2 separate regions of the Gasterosteus aculeatus genome follow, and region 1 is linked to region 2. Evidence: chromatin contacts called from public Hi-C data. All regions are on one chromosome and are shown on one strand. The core of a region is the stretch at or near the end of the contact, and the rest is flanking DNA. Distances in the headings are between cores, read along the strand shown.

Region 1 (2,700 bases), core at 54-2,553, 190 kb before region 2:
GTTAAAAGCGGCTGGATCATATTCATAAAAATCCCATCCAGCATACAAACACAATCCCAGTATATTGGCAAAACCGATCTATTCACCAGTGGACACTTTAAGTGGTGAGGATATTAAGAGGTTTAAAGCCGGAGTTGAATGCACATCCTGAAATCCCCCCGTGTGAAACTCAATCCACATAATGATCACCAAAGAAGAATCTTTAAGAAGGCAAAATTTGGTATCATATTTAAGTCGATGCAGGCGTTAAGCCCCCGCACAATGGCTCTTGAATGATAAACATTAAATGATAATCTGGGCTGGTTGGTCATTAGATGTGATTTCAACAGAATCTCCAGTACGGAGCTGCTTTCTTCCCCCTGCTGATAACAGGCTCAAATAAAGAGAAAATCTTGTGCACATTTTCTCCACATCTGTGAGTTTTACTCGTTCAATTATCTCCAGAATGGAATCCTCTTTAGGCGAACCAACCTGGGAAATATCTCCATTTGCAATTTGTCCTTTGGACTAATGTTCCTTCTGCAGAGACCCGAAGGCTTCAGCTTTAACCATCGATGTCAGTATGAAGTGTTCCGTAGTGATACATTTCTGTATTTACTGCTGCGATCAGGGTCAATGTGACATAGTGTATAATACGCCATAAAAGGTTTGAGTTCTACATGTTTTATTCATTGTTTGTCTCTTTGGCGGTTTAACAGTTCTGCTTATGGAAGCGTTTTTTTATCTCACTTCTTTCATCTTCTATCTAAAAACTCAGAGACACTGAAGTGTTGGTGGTGAAATGAATGGTGGCTCAGTCCTTTATGGCTTCATCAAATAATCCGGCATTTTTAGTCTTTCTGGTTTTAAATCGAACGTTCGTCTCTTGTGTTCAGCATGAATCCAGAAATAAAAGTATCTTAAATTGGAATGAAAACGGGTTTAAGCGAGGAGGGATGTGAAAATATAAGAAACAATAGTACGAAATATGTGCTTCTAGATGAGTGTGGAGGCCACTGTACAAAGTTTGATCATATCTTAAATCACACAAACTTTCTTGTCCCTTGACTTGATATTTCAAATGCTATCTGTCTCTTTGTGGTAGATGTTTTTATTTATAATCAGTGATCAGATCAAAATGGCAGCAGCATCTAGTGTTTGAACCAAGAACTGTACATGTAGACATCAGGGTAATTAAAGACATGAGACAAAATACAGAAACGTATTTCTTAAAACCAGCCGGGGCCTCATAACCGGTTCTGACCTGCGCACGCGATCACGTGGGGTATGAGGAAGTTCGGAGGGAAAAAAAACCCACGGCCCGGTGGCGCCTGTGGGCGATGAGCACGCGACGCGCTCAGGTATGAGCGCCCTGCGTGGAATGCCGCCCCCGCGCCCTCCAGACCTCGGCGGGATGGAAGGGCCGCGCCCTCGAAAAGAAAACGCTCCTCTGCTTCAAAAACCAAAGGACCCGAGACCGCGCCGTGCACACGGGTGTCACCGGTGACCGCCTGACTTGGGTTTCGCTTCCTTCCAGAACCACCTCCCTCCCCCTCCCTCCCCCTCCCCCTCCTCCTCCCATGGCGACAGAAAACCTGGTGACAGCAGGATGAGCGACAGGCGAAGAAGAGGAGAAATGGCGCCGAAAAAACTGCGGGGAGATAAAATGGATAGATAAGGTCAGGGCTTCTGAGAGCAAAAAAAAAAAATGGGAAAGTGGATAGATTGCGACAGAAGAGAGAGAGAGAAAGAAGAAAACGGGGGAGGAGGGGGGAGGGGGGGGGGATGCTATTGATACACTGAAGCTGCAGGAAGGGGAGAGGACTCCATTTCTCCTTCCCTCAGAGTGCTATCGGAAGACATACATTACAGTGACAGCACCGTGACCACGGAGGAAACCGTCATGTCGCCGCACCGGGCGCGGTTATTAACAAAAAGCAGGACCGGGACACCGAGACACCTGGACGAGAGAGACCGATGGACGGTCAGGAAAGGGAGCCCGATGAAGGAGGAAGGTCACGCCGCGAGGACGTTTGTCCGCCTGGCGGCGTCAAGTCGAGGGCGATGGCGCCCGCACCCCCTCCCCCCTTTAGTCAGTGTGATGAAATAAGCTACCGGCCACAATCCCATACGCCACGCTTCTCTTCCTCCCTCCTCTCCCCCCTTCCGTTCACTAGGCCCTCATTCCTCTACTCACTTCCTCTCTCTCGGTCTCTCGCTGCCTTTCCTTCTCGGCCTCGCCGTTATCAGCATCTGACACGCAGTGAATCAGGGAGTATCTAGCGGCCGGCTATCGGACCTCTCTTCATCTCCCGCCGCCCCTCCGCGCTCGGGCCCATCAATCAGAGAGCCTCCGTCGGGACGGACCCGCTAACCGCCGCCGCGGCCGTCCATTGAGGAGTCCAGTTTAGCGTTCGATAAAATGACGACCTTTGGGGTCAAGGCGCCCACCGTAACCTCTGCCACCAACGCGGAGCATTTCATGTGCCCTAAAGCCTCGTCTCCAACCAAACCGACTCCCGGGTCACGCAAACTGCGATGGCGGCTTTAGTGTTGGCCTTCAAAAAGACAAAAGCTCATGGCGGTCAGACCCTTGAATCCCGATTTAATTGAACTCCAATGCACAAACGTGACGAATGGAGGGATAAAAGTATGTTTGAGACTCTCATCTATTATTGAAGAGGCCACTAGATCCAGATCCATCGGGCCTGGGACAGTAGA
Region 2 (2,700 bases), core at 151-2,650:
GACTAAAGGAAAGAAAGGATGTTATCAATCCAGGATTAAACACCCGATATGGTATGAATGCAGTTCAAAGCACATTAATCTGTCTGGAAACTTGATTATCCTTAATTACTGGCAAACTGTAGAGAAATGACATTCTGTGATTTACTATGATGAGACGGTTCATCTAAACTGACCCGGTTGGATCTGATATTTATCTCGGAATGTATTTCAGCATTTAGCATCTAGCGTTCCGTCCATGTGGGTTCCCTGTGGCTGTCTGCAGAGTGCGTGGGTGCTGTCGTCTTTGCACATGAGGAGGGGAGGATGCACAGGGTGTACTTACTGTCCTTCAGGGTCGCCATGCTCCTGACCTGCCCACTGGGGACAGAAACACCGCGAGTGAGCGTTCACTGCGAGCAGCACAAACACGGAACAGCCCTAATAACACGGCGGAAGTGCAACCGCAGCCTGTGTCACGTTCATATTTTGGATGAAACCTGACTGCTTGCTAAGTAAAGCTGCCAATGTGCTAGCATCCGTTAGCTTAGTAACCGCTGCGCTCGTAAGCGTTGACAGTTAGCCCTGGTTAGCTGTCCTCATAGGCTTCTGATGGCCGATGCAGCGACAATGATTTCAATCAATTAGCTAACCGTTTATTCTCTTTAATTAGTTCTCGCGCAATGTCAGACCGTGTAAGCTAGTGAGCTAAGCTAGCGTTAGCTGCTGTGAACTTGCCCATTCAGATCGCAGCACATCGATGTCATTCATTAGCCGCGGCCTGCACGTTAGCGCGTCCTTGCGTTCAATAACTGCACGACTTACAGACTACGCGGTACACTCTCACTCTAATCAAGTATCACACGAGGAACAAACAAGTGAGGTACAAGTAAAGAATCCCGTGAAAGTATTTAAATGCGTTTGACTTTACCATTGTGGGGAGAACACCAACGCGCTGGTCCTGGCGAACATGGTTACTGCTATGAAGGTCAGACAAGCACAACTGCGCAGGCGCAAACAACAGGCAAAATGGACGGATGGTGCGTTCATGAGCTGCCAAATATATCGTTAAGTGGGGCAAACGCATTAACGGTCCTAAAAAATAAGTATTCATAGCTATGTGTATGAGTGAATGTCTATGTAATATGTAAAAATTTCTGTATTAAAAATTGTGCTCTAGTGATTGTGTCATTTTAATTTGATTTAGCAGTCCATGCAATACGTTCGACTCACATGTATAAGTACAGTAAAATCTACATTTTTATATTTGAAGTATTGTATATCACTGGTAATTATTTTGTTTGTGCTCATTAGTTGTTATCACATTTTCTTCTCTTCATCGTTTTCTTTTATTTCACTCTAACTGATAAAAGTACTCAAAATCAATCCGACCGTCATCTCTCTTTTAAAATCCAAAGTTTACAACGAGTCCTTGACAGCAGCCACAGTTCTCGCGTGATTGAAGCTTTCGCGCGGGATTATGACGTTCGACATGCGGAAACTGTTTACGTTAGCAGCTAGTAGCTCTTCGTGGTCCAGCCGCCATTCCGGGAGCCTCTCCCCTCTGTTTAAACGTTGTATTTAAACAAGTAGTGGGTTTTTCTGTTTGTCGTCTTTGGTTAAAATGGGGAAAGCGGATTTTCTCTCCCCAAAGGCGATAGCCAACCGGATTAAGTCTAAAGGTCTCCAGAAGCTGAGGTGGTATTGTCAGATGTGTCAAAAACAATGCCGAGATGAGGTGAGACGTTGGCTGAAATCAGTCCGATTGAGTTCATTTCTTTGGTTGTGTGTTTTAACTTATTTGTCCCTCCAGAATGGCTTTAAATGTCACTGCATGTCCGAGTCCCACCAGAGGCAGCTGCTGCTGGCCTCGGAGGACCCTAACAAGTTCATGGACTACTTCTCAGAGTGAGTTCCCTTATGGCTCATTAATAACGCGAAAGTGACGTAAAGTCTTGTTCCTCAGGCGCGAGTTTTCATCAACGTTTCATTTCTTTCAAGTGAGTTCAAAAACGACTTCATTGAGCTGCTCAGCAGACGTTTCGGTGAGTCCTGATTCCACTCAACTTGTCCAGATGTTCCACAGCAGCTGTGTCATCACGTTTTTTTGTGTTTTTTTTACACATGTGTGTGTATTCTTGCAGGGACCAAGCGAGTGCACAACAACATCATTTACAACGAATACATCAGCCACAGAGAGCACGTGCACATGAACTCCACAAAGTGGGAGACGCTCACCGACTTCACCAAGTGGCTCGGCCGAGAAGGTAAACGCACCTCTTCAAACTCCACGATCCACCGTGAGACATTCAGGGACTCAACTCGGCTTCCATGTTTGCAGAGTAGACCGACGCGGAATTACTGGCATTGCAGGATTGAGTAAATATTAGACCGATCTGTCTCAATACTTACAGATGCATTTGATTCATATCTTTAGCTCACGTGGTTAAACGTGGAGGATACAGCGTTTACATTTGTGGATTTGTCACATCCATTTAAAATGCGGTGCCTTTTAAGTAAAGCGTGGTTTACATCAAAATTTGCCGCCAGGTCTCTGCAAGGTGGACGAGACGCCCAAAGGCTGGTACGTCCAGTACATCGACCGCGACCCGGAGACCATCCGGCGCCAGGAGGAGCAGGCGAGGAAGAAGAAGCAGGACCTGGACGACGAGGAGCGGAGCGCCAAGTTCATTGAGGAGCAGGTCCGCCGAGGCCGCGGCGCCA

The links. Hi-C and Micro-C count contacts between places; a contact is called where the count stands out from the background.
Region 1: a Hi-C map of whole body shows a contact between it and region 2, with 12 times the contacts expected there. The contact joins the enhancer-like site here to the promoter of kin in region 2. A contact is called at or near these places in 5 of 6 Hi-C or Micro-C datasets (liver, skeletal muscle, tail fin and 1 more).

What each region holds. Positions count from the first base shown.
Region 1 is chr4:34,484,699-34,487,398 of fGasAcu3.hap1.1, reverse strand. No RefSeq gene overlaps it. Among protein-coding and RNA genes, the nearest start is that of gata3, 140 kb to the right of the region's middle. Within about 2 kb of position 1,303, at least 4 of the 9 cell types and tissues checked have open chromatin away from gene starts, as enhancers often do.
Region 2 is chr4:34,292,086-34,294,785 of fGasAcu3.hap1.1, reverse strand. It overlaps kin (Kin17 DNA and RNA binding protein), which reads left to right and starts at 1,400. Exons shown (of 12, transcript XM_040173537.2): 1 at 1,400-1,714; 2 at 1,790-1,884; 3 at 1,978-2,021; 4 at 2,121-2,243; 5 at 2,527-2,700. The coding sequence starts at 1,601. atp5f1c (ATP synthase F1 subunit gamma) reads right to left here and starts at 1,431. Exons shown (of 9, transcript XM_040173540.2): 1 at 908-1,431; 2 at 323-357; 3 at 1-2. The coding sequence starts at 1,026.